2 separate regions of the Drosophila melanogaster genome follow, and region 2 is linked to region 1. Evidence: chromatin contacts called from public Hi-C data. All regions are on one chromosome and are shown on one strand. The core of a region is the stretch at or near the end of the contact, and the rest is flanking DNA. Distances in the headings are between cores, read along the strand shown. Region 1 holds the start of tub (tube). Region 2 holds the start of srl (spargel).

The links. Hi-C and Micro-C count contacts between places; a contact is called where the count stands out from the background.
Region 2: a contact with region 1 is called in a Hi-C map of the Kc167 cell line, with 2.5 times the contacts expected there. The contact joins the promoter of srl here to the promoter of tub in region 1. A contact is called at or near these places in 42 of 107 Hi-C or Micro-C datasets (the Clone 8 cell line, the D17-c3 cell line, the Kc167 cell line and 11 more) and 2 of 6 datasets of contacts at active chromatin or transcription factors (both in the Kc167 cell line).

The regions. Positions count from the first base shown.
Region 1 is chr3R:4,384,046-4,390,727 of dm6, reverse strand. tub (tube) reads right to left here and starts at 2,986. Exons shown (of 2, transcript NM_001202235.2): 1 at 2,336-2,986; 2 at 915-2,269. The coding sequence starts at 2,798. The coding sequence ends at 1,344. It overlaps Cont (Contactin), which reads right to left. Exons shown (of 8, transcript NM_141204.4): 3 at 6,173-6,682; 4 at 5,671-5,837; 5 at 4,735-5,607; 6 at 4,510-4,678; 7 at 4,315-4,448; 8 at 3,710-4,259. The coding sequence ends at 3,966. It overlaps CG14646, which reads right to left and starts at 362. Exons shown (of 2, transcript NM_141205.3): 1 at 1-362. The coding sequence starts at 302.
Region 2 is chr3R:4,425,617-4,432,298 of dm6, reverse strand. srl (spargel) reads left to right here and starts at 2,964. Exons shown (of 7, transcript NM_168996.5): 1 at 2,964-3,324; 2 at 5,299-5,417; 3 at 5,471-5,576; 4 at 5,647-6,468; 5 at 6,535-6,682. The coding sequence starts at 5,320. CG31525 reads right to left here and starts at 5,269. Exons shown (of 1, transcript NM_168998.3): 1 at 4,099-5,269. The coding sequence starts at 5,130. The coding sequence ends at 4,180. eIF3a (eukaryotic translation initiation factor 3 subunit a) reads left to right here. Exons shown (of 4, transcript NM_168999.3): 3 at 1-2,071; 4 at 2,131-2,501. The coding sequence ends at 2,180.

The DNA.
Region 1 (6,682 bases), core at 1,737-4,236:
TCCTGGGGCATGGGGAAATCCGGGTCCAGGTCGAAGTCCTCCAAGGGCTCCTGCGTGGCGAAGACGGAGAACTTGAGCCTATGAATAAGAAAGTAGGAGAAGGGCAGACAGGAGTGCACGAAGAGATTCAGCGAAGTACGGCGCTGGTGGTAGCCTACAAAGTCCAGGTACTCTTCTCCCAGGAACCGAGCGAACAACTGTTCAATGGTGAATCCCAGGCGTTGGAACTCCTCTGGCGGGTAGATGATCACCATGCACAACAGAATATAAAACAGATTGAATAGCAGCTCCGACTCGTCCATGTTGCGAATAATTTCGGATTTTGTTTGGCTCAGTGGTTTCGTCGAACACTAGAGGTGTCCAACAAATTCCCGATTATTGTTCTTAAGATATCGATATTATGAATGGTACGCGATAGCACGGGACCAATATCGTACCGCGCCCGCCATAGCAAATGAGAATTTAAATAAAAACAAGGTGCGAGACATTTTTAATTGTCAGCAGTTTGAAGATCGACTATTCTGCGTGCCACGGGCACGGGGCATTAGAGCAAATGTGGAGTAATACTGTTTGCTGTTTCGAACAACAAAAATAAAACAATTAAAATCAAAAATTTGCAGTTATACGGAAAAGGCAATGGACATGTCATCCGAGGAGAAAGGTAAGTGTACATTTTGGAACGGACAACAGTGTATTAATTTAGTAACTAAACGAAACTAACCTGTGCACATAAATAAAATAGTACAAAAATTACATACAAAATGCATTCGTTCATTTGAAAAACCTAAAGTTTTTTCACCGAGAAAAAACAGTCGCCTTAAACTCTTGAACTTACAGCCCTGAAAAAGGCTTTGACTTAAGCGGTCATGTGGTATATTATCAGTATGAACGTCGAGAAAAACAGACAATGTTTTCAAAAATATTTTATTTGTATTTAGCCATTATATCGTACTTGTGAAATATTTTAGGCAACAATCAATTAATAACGAAAAATGTCATAAGATCGCAGTTTGTCCCAAGACAAAACTGTCACAGAAACCCATTATGCGTTTAAGGAAATTTATACTAGAAAATGAAGGAGTATTTCGTAAGTATACAAAATTTGTTAAATTTTGGTATTGGGTTATGGCTTTCTTGAAACGGAAATATTTGATATTGCCGTACTTGTCATGTACTGTCACGATTACAGACGTGATATGAACAAATCGTGCACTGAATCTTAGATTCTAGTTGGACCTCATGCATAACATAAGAAGGTCCACACCCAGCTGCCAAATGAATACATCTGGGTTGCATAAGTTATCGAACGGAATGTCATCTCCGCCGATGGTCGGTGCTTTTATCTATTGCTGCAGCTCACTCAAGTCTGGAATGTTGCAAGCGTAATCGTCGTTTGAGGTGGAGCTGGAGTCGTTGGTTAGCTCAAAGCTGTTATCACCACTGGTGCCAGTAACCGTTGTCAGGCTGGAGTCATTGTTTGAGCTCTGCTGCTCTGAGTTACTCAGATTTGGCAAGAAGGCATCTGGGTACTCTTCCTCTCCATCCTCCTCACCATCGTTATCATCGTCATCATCTTTGCTCAAGCTGCTGGAGCTGCTTCTGCTCTCAGGACGCAAGGTCTCCCTGCTGCCTTTACTTATATTCAAGGCGCTTATCATTGGCAAGTTGTTTGAGCTCGCCGTTGATGTGGTAGCCGTTGAAGCTTTCGCTGGAGCGTGATTTGGTCGAGAGTTTACATCTCCAGAATTATCAATTAAAAGAGTGATTCGCGGAATGTTAGGCGGATCCGTTGAGCTAGTTCTGTTGCTTGGGTTGTCCGACACAGTTGCCCGCAAATCACCAGAGTTCGAAATGAGTATAGACAGATCGGGGATGTTCATCGGTCGTGGCTGCAGCACTGGCTCCTGAATTTGTTCGCTGGGATTGAGAATTGTCAGATTGGGCACATTCGGGATGGTCGTCGACGTAGTTCCGGTGCCTGTCAATGTTGCAAAGTTGGAGTTAGTAGTACTCCTTTGCTGTCGTCGAGGTGGCGCTATGGGAGGGGTGTTTCCTGACGGCTGGGGCACACTCTTGTCCCGCCTCACAATGTCTTTTTCAAAGTTGTCCAGGTTCAGGCCAACGCTACCTTGAGCGTCTGCCCCAAGAGTGGCAGTGCTTGACTGGTATTTGAGGCTCAGCCCCTCGTTGTCCACTTCCATTTCCTCTTCCAGCAGCTCAAGGCTTATGAGCGCACCGGGACCGTCAACAGGCCGGGCAGGGGTGGACTCTAGAGAAGTCAGTGGATACACTTTTTTTAGTTTTGTCAGTTTAAGGCAAACATAGTCATACTTGCCATTTAGGAAGTCTAGTGCCACAAAGTCTGCCGCACTGAAGAGCTCTGCCTGCACCAGAAGTTGGAGCAATACCCCAACCGTGGGCCGCTCGTTGAGCTTGCCAGAGGTCTTCCACTCGTCGATCATCATCTGCGACTTGCTTTGGTCCGGCGGTAGTCGGTTTGCAGCCTCGTCAATCTGGAACACGTCCTGCGCAGTGTACTTAAATCCCTTTTTGATTTCCGCCGGAAAATTCAAGCATCCGGCTCCGCTGCAGGCCTGCACATCCATGCCCTTGGGTATGATCGACATCAATTTGCGCCAGCATGAGTTCTCATCTAGTATTTTGGCAAGCCGGTAAATGTCATTGTCCTCAACGCGTCGCAGCTCCGTGTTGCGAGAATACTTCGAGGATAAACCTATGGCGCCGTTGCTTCCGTTCACCTGCACGCCCATTCCGCATCCGTTCCAGCCATACGCCATGGTGTTCCCTTAGCTACCCAGGATAACCTTACGGGAAAGCCTTTGCCTGTGGCAGGTCGATGGTTCAAGTTCCCAGATGTCCAGTGCGATTGTATGAGATTTCCGCTATAAAACCATGTTTGCATCTATCTTCTCTCTCTATGTTTTTGCCAATGCCCACAGCTACTGCTCGCTGCTCGCAGTATTTCAGTGTGACCGAGGAGGACCGCAGCACCATATTAGATTCGTCATGTAATATTAGGGGGATTCCCGAAGCCGATTGGTATTGTGTGGTATTTCCGTATGCGGAAAATAGCTAGCCATTTGCAATACTGCACTAATTTTTAACGCAAAGTAAGAAAAAACCAAACTTTTTTTTTCATTAATGACATATTCCGGCGTTGTGAGCAATAAATGTAACCCCACCGATAGATGGCTTTCGTTTGTAATTGTAGAAGAATACCGGGTACCTGGTAGAAAGGAAATTCGAATAGACATTTACGTATACATATATATAAGTATTAAATATTCTTAATCAGTAAAAACAGACAAGTCGATATAGCCATGTCCGCCCGTTTTACGCGGGCGATGAAATAGCAGCAAAATAAATAATCGAAAAACCAAAAATAAACACTTAGTTCTTAGTTCTTTTTGATATTTTTGGACAATAATTAATTTTGATTTGTGATAGTTTCTGAGATCTCGACGTCCATAGGGACGGACATGGCCAGATCGATCCTGATCAAGACCTCTTCTACCTGCTACATATTTTTTAACTAGTCTGGTATACCCTTTTACTTCACGAGTATCGGGTATAAAATGCAGGAGTAGTATTACCAGGTGAACAAAAAGGGACATAAATATGGCCAACCGGGGCACACGTTCATAATTAATTCATAATTCATTATTCCAAGTAAAAAAATAGGGATATTGTTATTTTTAGTTCAGCAACATACTGGACCATATAATGGTATTCATATTTATTTTGTTGATAAAATTTTAGAAATTATTTTTTGATAAAAGTCTATAAAATGGACGGAATTGCATTTGTATCAATTAAGGGGCTTGCAAGAGAGCACGGATGGAATGTAGTTCTTTTTATAACTTCACTTACTCAAATATAAGGTCACTTCTTAGTATATGTATGTTCTTACTGCCTAAAGTTATGGATCTTAATTTGTGCTGCATTCATTGGCTTGTGTAAAGAAAGGTGCTAATGAGTAGCAATGTGCTTAAGATAAGAGCCGTATTGATATTGTGGCCATGTCGGGTATTTGCGCCGTTGCGCGTGGTCTTGCCCATCTGGAAGTGTAAAGTTGGACTGGACATGCGACCGTCTCCTCCATTGCTGTATGCGAGGACTCGCATGTTGTAACTCTTCCCTGGCGTCAGATTGTTGATGTACGACTCCAGTTTCTGTCCGATTGGCACTATGGTATTGTTGGCCGTAATCATGTTCTGGTCCGATTCCCAAATGCGAACCTAGAAAGTTTCAAACTGTAATCGATTTTCTTGGTCACGGTGCCGGGAGTTGTACCTTATAACCCTCTACTGGTTCCTCGTCTTGCGAAGGTGAAACATATCTCCAAACAACCCGCACGGTAGACGGGTTTATTCCATACACGTGAACCGAAGATGGCGGCTTTTGCGGGGCCTTTCTATATGTTCGTTCTAAAAAGCATGGTGTTTAAGCATTTTCTTTAAATGGTTTTTTAAACTGTTCGTTACACACCTTCAAAGCGTTCGCTTTCAGGTCCTTCACCTGCAGCATTGTAAGCCATGACTTTAACAAAGTAGTAAGTATCTGGTTGTAGACCTACGATAAGCGCCCAATTCCTTGTAGTACGTGACAGGTAGTATACCGAGTCTTCTTCCTGGTGCGTCGTTTTCCAATACTTCAACTGGTGAAAGATAAGGGTTTTTGACAATGCAATGGAATTAAGTGCAGTAACCATACCCTGTGGCCAATGAGTTTGCCACGAATGTTTTCACGGGACATGTCTATAGGTTGCCAAGTGACATTAAAGCATGTGGAGTTGTAGGCGAGCGCAATGGGCTTTTGAGGAGCCACCTGTGGCATGTCCTCAGCGGAGTGTATGACAGCTATTTCACTCTCCGGTCCCTTGCCAACACTGTTAATGGCTTGGACTTTGACTTCGTACTCCGTATAGTAGTTATTAAGAGGAATATTAACCACAGCCACGCCCATGTGATCCTGTTTTTTTATTTCGTCAGATGCCCATTCAATGGCTCCCTTGAGCTTCCAAAACACTTTATAGTGTATGCCGTGGCTATGCTGCTCTTGCGGTAGAAGCGGATCCCAGGTGATAGTTAGGTCGCCAATCTTTCCACCTCCACCACCCACGTTCCTCGGGGCTATGTATGGTTTGTCCTCATAGGTGCTGTAAATTGGCGAGGGGGCCGAGGGCGTTCCGATTCCCAGATCGTTTACAGCAGTAACACTAAATTCGTAAGCCGACCACGGCGTCAGATTGACAACCTCGGCTTGCTGGCGAGAGGTGTATCGATCTACTTCTCGCGCCTGCACATGGGTCGACACATTAACCCAGGTGCGATTCCAGTTTGTACGGCCTAGGATGTTGTAGTAGCGGATCGCACGACCGTTGTGCGATCCGTCCACCCACTCAATGATGGCCTTCGTTTTACTTATCTGTATGACTTGAACACCACCAGGAGCGCCAGGAGCTCCCTCAATAGAAACACTGGTCTTGCTGCTAATTTCGTTTACCGCCGACTTGACAACGCATTCGTAGTCCCCGGCATCGCGCATGCTCGTGTTATGCACTGTCAATCTGTTCCAATCTACAATCTGCAATAACAAAAAGGTTAATATAAGGACAGGTTTAGTGCAGATTTCAGAACATTAACTTACAATGCGTCCGGTGCCGTCGTGATTGTTTTTTAGGACTTCGCCGTTGTGTTTCCAAACATAAGCAATGTCGAGGAGTTCATCAAAGGCGGCCTCGCAATGCAAGAAGATTAAGTCGTGTTCCTTAGAAACGATTCGTTGTGGAGGCGTTTCAATGAAACGAATTTCCTCTGTAAATATTTGAATAAATAGGTTTACATAAGTCTTGATAAAATTTCAAGTATTTAAATACTAAATTAGTTTATTATGTATTAGTCATTTTACTCTTACTATGCTACTCAGACAATAACAAAGATAGGTGCATTAAAAACAATTTTAAAAAAGTTCTCTAAACAATGCGTTTTATCAAAGTAAATATATATTATTTATAAACTATATATAAATTAACTTTTTTAAATAAAATCATTTTGCATCCAATTGAGGAAACACAAGTAGGTTTTTTGACAAAATAAAATTACTTTTTAAAAAAAATGTATATTGCATATGAATGACATTTTCTACTTACGCAATACAATAACACGCGCGTGCGATTCGTCGGTGCCGGCTTGGTTTGATGCAATACATGTGTAAATGCCCTCATCGTCCCGCGACGTGGGTGATATTGTCAGGGTACCACTGGGCAGAATGCGCCGGTGGCCTCCCGAGCCAATCACCTGTCCATCCTTCTTCCATTGAAACTTAGGGCGTGGAGCGGCTTCCGGGTCGCACACAATTGTCGTATTGCCGTTGTAAACAGCATAGACTTCAGATTCAAGGGGATGCTTTTTAAAGGACGGTTTCATAGACAGCACTCGGAGCTGCGCCGAAGAGAAGGAGGTCTTCAGTTGGTTTTGGGCACCACATTGGTACATTGCGTCGTCTTTATCCTTTTCTAGAAATTTAATGGTTAACACATTGTCTTGGATAATGTATCGGTCGCGATTAATATTCGCTGGGTCGAGTCGTTCGGCATTTTTGTACCACGTGTAATTCGCGTCCGGAATTGCAAATGCCTCGCAAATGAAAGTCACGTCAC
Region 2 (6,682 bases), core at 1,715-4,214, 42 kb before region 1:
AAGGACGTGACTATAATGCGTCTGATTCGTCAGATCTCTCAGGTTTATGAGAGTATTAAGTTCCAGCGTCTCTTGCAGCTGGCCAGTTTTTGCAACATTTTTGAATTGGAAAAACTGCTGGTCGAGTCCGTGCGTCACAATGACATGCAGATTCGTATTGACCACCAGAAGAACAGTATCTATTTCGGCACTGATCTGACCGAGAGTCAACGCGAGTACCGCCCCGACGGACCCGCTTTGCAATCGATGCCCTCGGAACAGATCCGCTCTCAGTTGGTTAATATGTCTACTGTTCTGACACGGGCAGTTTCAATCGTCTACCCGAACCGTGAACGTGACCAGCGGGCCAAGCTCCGCAACCAGATGGTAAACCATTACCATGAGATCAAGGATCGCGAGCACCAGCGTATTCTTCAGCGACAGAAGATCATCGAGGACAGAAAGGAGTACATCGAGAAGCAGAATAATGCTCGTGAAGAGGAAGAGGCGCGGCGTCAGGAGGAGGAATCGCGGAAGGCCAAACTGGCCGAACAGAAGCGCCTCGAGCAGGAGCAAGAAGAAAGAGAGCGCAAGCGCCATCAGAACGAAATCCAAGCCATCCGGGAGAAGAGTCTCAAGGAGAAGGTTCAGCAAATCTCGCAGACGGCTCATGGTAAGAAGATGCTTTCCAAGCTGGATGAGGAAGGCATTAAGAAGTTGGACGCCGAGCAGATCGCCAAGCGGGAAAGCGAGGAACTTCAGCGCGAGGCCAAGGAACTGCAGTCGAAACTCAAATCGCAAGAGAAGAAAATCGACTACTTCGAACGCGCCAAGCGCCTGGAGGAGATACCGCTTTTCGAAAAATACTTGGCCGAAAAGCAGGTTAAGGACAAGGAGTTCTGGGAAGCAACCGAGAAGACACGCATCGAGAATGCCATTGCCGAACGGAAGGATGCCGTCGCCCAGCAGGAGCGTCTCAAGCGCATGTATCCGGACCGGGATGAATTCCTTGAGGCCCTTAAAAAAGAACGTGCCTCCCTCTACGTCGAAAAGCTCAAAAAGTTTGAGGCTGCTCTGGAGGCAGAGCGCAAAAAGCGCTTAGCCGACCGCATTATTCGACGCCGCGAGGAGCGCCGACAGGCCTTCCTTCGCGAGAAAGAGGAGGAGCGTCTTCGCAAGGAGGAAGAGATTCGCTTGGCACAGGCTGCCGAAGAGCGCGCCGCAGCAGAAGCCCGCCGTTTGGAGCGTGAGGCTGAGGACGAAAAGCGTCGTGCCCAATACGAAAAGCAGCGTGCCAAGGAGGAGGAAGCTGAGCGTAAAATCAAGGAAGATCGAGACCGCCTGTCCAGGGAGTTGGCCTCGGAGCGCGAACGCACTGAAAAGGACCGTGACACATGGCGTCCTCGAGGCGGTGACCGTCCAAGCGCATCTAACGGCGGATCCAGCGAGTGGCGTCGTGCTGCACCTGCGGCCAGTGAACGCAACGACCGTGGTGGCGAGCGTATCGAGCGCGGAGGAGAACGGATCGAGCGCGGTGGAGAACGCCTCGAGCGTGGTGGAGAGCGCATTGAACGAGGCGGTGACCGTGACCGCAAGGACAACGAGGGAGCGGACTCCTCTTGGCGTGTGCGACGAGAGCCAGATTCACAGCGTGCAGCTGCTCCCAAAGACAGTGGCGCTCCGCAATCGCGCGATGACAAGTGGCGGCGTGGCGGAGAACGTGACCGCGATTTCCGCATTGATGGGGCTCGTCGCGACAGGGATGATGGGCCTCGGCGTGACCGTGACGATGGTCCTCGCCGGGATCGTGACGATGAGCGCGGTGGATTCCGCCGCGCCGACGGGGCGCGTCGTACCGACGAGCCTCAGCGGGAAACTGGAGGGAACTGGCGCGACGCTCCACGCCACGCTGATCGGGAAACCCGTCGCCCAGCTGAGAGGCGCGACCGAGATGTGCGCGAGACTCGTGGCGATCAACGCGGCTCTGCTCCTAAGGAGGCAGCCAGTGGCGGAGTAGGCGGAAACTGGCGTACTGCTCCTGCGACCCGTGAGGAAAAACCAGCAGCTAAGCGCGATCAAGCCCAGGAAAAGGGTAAGTAATCTCAGCAGCAAACCTAATTTCCATTCTTATCAATGCGTTACATCTTTCAGAGAACAAAGCTGGCGATGATGGCGAGTGGACCAGCGTTAAGCGTCGTTAATTTTTATTTTCATCATCGTATATACCCAGCATAATATTCTTAATAAGTTTTTATTTCATCCGACTTGTACTTTATTGGTGTAGAGCTCAGTCGGCCGGTATATTATATCTATCTATCCAAAGCTTGTGCCAGATAGTTAAAATTGAGATGGTTGTAGGACCGATACTAATTAAAGTACTTTCGAATAAAATAACTATGTTCTAAAAAATTGAAAAGTGAAATTGTCGAATGAGAACCTTGGGAATCAAAGAAATGAAAAGTGGTTATTATTGGTTTAATTCAAAAATTCTAATTCTTATTTATCAGATTTCAGGATGAACCAAGCTTCCCTTATACGTACAGTGATTTATAAACCAGTCCCTTTAAATTTATATTTCGACAGAGCTAAAACTACATTAAAATGTAGTTTGCAAACTAAACAAATGCGGGTTCTTCTATAGTTTTACAAAGTTCGTTCTTGGAAGCGTGGCTTTTTAACATTAGGTTTTTTAATTGCCCATAAATAAAAAATGCATTCAAAAGTATTGTAAATTGTATTATCACATACGCTTGACTTATTTTAAAAAAGTGACATCTTTCTTAGGTAAAACCATATTCGTTGGGAATAAATTCGAGTAAATTTAGAAAAGCTTTTATAGCAAGCAAAACAAAAATATTCTGCCTCTGAAAATTTGCCTCGATAATATGAGCCCGCGCCTTCTTCGCACACTCAACTAGTATTTTCTTGCGAACTTGGCACTAATGCCATGGCCTCGCGGATCCTCCGCGGTGCGCGCCCCTGGTCACACTGTCTGTGCCGCTGCCGCGAATCTCGGTCCACGTGAACAAATTTTGGACAATGTGCTATACGGTACTCATGAGATAAAGTGATTGCGGGTTGCTTTGGAGTGCAGTGACGTTGGCCCATCTTAAACCGCGGGTGATCGTGATCTTCGGGCGGAACAGAAAGACGCAGTTTGACTGCCGCAAGAAAAAGCCCTTTTGGGCACCGGACTTGTGTGCTTGTGTTAGTGCTGCAGACGCGGCGCTCAACATGTGAGGTTAAAGCAGACGGCGGCAAAAATCCGAACGAACAAGCGTTCGGCTGGGGAAGCCCTTTTTCGAGTGAAATAGGTGATCCGGAACCACAACGGAAGCTCAGAAGGTAATATTGCTAGGCGCGTGCCACAGATTGGACATCGCGAATGCGATAGCGAATCCGCTGAGCTTTGGGGAGAAAGGCTTTCGAAACCAAAGTGCCAAGGTGATAGGCAAGACCTGCGAAACGTATTCATTCAACTCGATTGCTTTTCGCCAAGGAGTGCAGTATCAAAAGCACATGGCGTGGCGGCATTTACACGCACACGCGCCCATCGTGGCTCACATACACATACACGTGGTTGGGGCAAACATGTGCTGTTGCTGCTACTGCTGCTTCTTCTTTCCGCCATCGTCGTTGTGTGGGCATGTTTGTTATTGTTGTCGTTGGCTAAAACTATTGTGTTTTGTGTTCCAGGTCCATGTGTAGGTGATGCAGAGGCGCTGAAGATTGATTAAAATCATTTACACCCGTCAATCGTATAGTAGAGGGTATGTGACTGCTTCAATTTTCGAAATGTTAATTTTACCATTTAGGAAATCTTGGTATCTAGTGTCAAAAAACACCTTTCGTGCAGGCTTTCAATATTGCGGCCACAGTATTTACATCAATATATTGTAGATGGAACTTAAATTTAAAACTATTCAACTAAACTATAATAGTTTTAAGCAACAACTATCAGGAAAATATAAACATAATTTTGAATATATCGACAACCTTTCCCAGCCCAAAGAAAAAATCTTTGTAATGCAAAACATGAAGTTAAATTGTGCAATTCATGACATAGTTTTAGAGAAATCTTGTTTAAATGATTAAGTTAAGTCATTTATGACACGTGTTAAGGCTTTCTAAAGCTACATTTTTATTCCGGTTTCGGTATTTATTTACATTGTAATTTAATTTTAATGTCAATGCCTATGTTTAATTTTTACCCTGATGATGTGTCTCTGGCGGAGCTCGACGTTGTGCAAGTGTTGCATGCTTGTTATGCATTTTGTTGAGGATTCTTTTGCGGTCCATAGTCAGCTTAGCGAGTTGTTCCTCCACCTTATCCATCATTTCGGTTTGCAGATGTATACATGATTGGACACTAACGCCTCTGATCGCAAGTTGGCCGATGTGAAAAGACAACTGAGCATTGGTACCAGTTAGGACAAAGAAGCCTGTTATGCCAAAAATCCTAATAGGCGGTTTGGGATTTCTAGCTAGCTCAGAAGGCTTGAAGCATTTGACTTTAACTTCATTCTCCAGGTTATTGAAAACTGGTCGTGGCAACAGCAAATCTGCACCGTGATCAGGTTCCTTTTCCATCGGAATTGGGGATTTTGAACAGAGTAGGTTTCGTGTCGGCAGGACAGAGTGGAAGTGCGACTTAATTTGTTCGCAAAATTTGGACATCAATGGCACGCTGGAGTTTGGAGTTTTATTGGCCCCTTTATTGGTGTTCCTTGGAACCAGTGCAATAAATTTATTGTCCTTATCATATCCGGATGAAGTGGTATTTTGGAATTGTTCCGCGTCAAAAGCCTTCTTTTTTATTTCCGACAAGAAGGTTTTCTTGTGACTAGTTAATCGAATTTTTTGCAGAGCATCACACAGCTGAATTTTCTTTTCGGATTCGTGGATTGACTGTTCCAAAGACGGAGTTTTTTCCTTCTCATTCTTTCCATCTAAAGTCGTCTGGGACATACCTATATCTTTTTTCTTTGAGTATGTTTCCTTTGAGCTAGTTGAATTAGTCGAACGAGAGATTGGGGGAATCGGTATAACTTCTATTATCCTGGGCCAATTCTTCTGACTTGCTTCCTTTGTGGCCCTTAGCCGGGACTCTGCAGCTTTGCGTTGACGCCTTGTGATCACTTTTTTTGGCATTTCGTTTTTTTTTTTTATTATTATTTGGTTAACGGGAAGTGATTTTGTAAACTTGATTTTTCAATATGTTACAATCATATGACGATTGTGGATTGATATCGAAAAGGCAACTATGATTGGTTTCGTTTTTAGGAGTTCCCTATTTAATCCGAGTTTATTTGTTTACAGTTACTTAACTTTTGACGCAAAATGGATTCACGAATGCTAAATGTGTTCCAAGGAGATACCTTTGAGGCAAATTATACCAAATACGAGTCTGAGCCGATATTCTGGTCATCTAATGATGAGTGAGTGATTGTCATCAGAAAAATGTACTAAAAACTAATGCAAACCCTTTCAGACTGCAACTGACAGATACACTGAGCGGCATCCTACCCATCGCGCCCACAGACGAATCACTGCTCAACCATAACCGGGAGGAAGATCTGCAAAACAGAAAGAATCTGGTAGGTTTTGGCTCGAGGGGCATACGAGCGAATCACATTTCAGTATTAATTCGATTAACTCTTTAAATAGCTGATTTACAACGACTTTCTGAAACAGGAGCTCAGCAACCATGATGCCAATGAGCTAAATGCCCAGGTCTATCGGTCCATCGCCGACAGCGGGGGCGAGATTGCCTATGAGCAGCAGCGCCAGATCAGCGCCATTGTGGAGTACGACAAAGAAGATATTAAAATCGACGGCCTTACGGAGGAGGAGGACATACAAAGCCAGTCCACATTTCGCACCCGCACAGACAGCTCTTCGATTGGTGACTATGAATCGCACTCTAGCGACTATGATGATGAATTTGACATTGTCAACGAAGAAAAAAGTCCAAGGCTGCAGGTTGTCCATAACAATATCGGCAACTTGCAGAGCTCCTGTGAGCGCAAGGGACGGACGCTCAGTACTAACACTATTATCTCCGAAGTAGACGCATTGGGGCTAAGTATTGATGTTAATAACTTTGACCTAGCTGATTTTATTACCAAAGACGATTTTGCTGAGAATTTAAACGCCTGTCGCAAAAAGGAATCTCTGCAAGCACAGGCGCAAATTAAATCTAATACTTTAGCAGATGTTCCCATACTTCTTAATCCACCGGTTGCCACAATTGTGGCAAAACCCGGGGTCCCATCCTCTAAACCTGGCGATTCTGATTATGACTCTGACTCGATTATCGACGTTGAAACTGTCGATGTACTCGATATGAATATGGCCAATATCTGGTCAATAGATAAGCCGGCAAAAATGGGCCAAACTCCCGATGAATTACGCTATGTGGACAATGTAAAGGCCGATCCCTCTTGGAGTCCGAGATCCGCAAAAAAGACCACACCTACTATCAAAGAGGTAAGTCCTATGACGACATACTAGTTAAGAAATTCTTTATAACAGTAACTGTCATACTCAAAACAGAATAAGCCGGAACAACTGGGGAACCATCAGCTCGCGGTCCCAGCATCAAACAAACCGAAGCATAAGAATATTTGCCTGGTGCCTAATAAAAAACAGTGCGATTTTCTTAAACGTAAGGTTGGTAGTCCCTCCTTGTCCAAGCTAACTA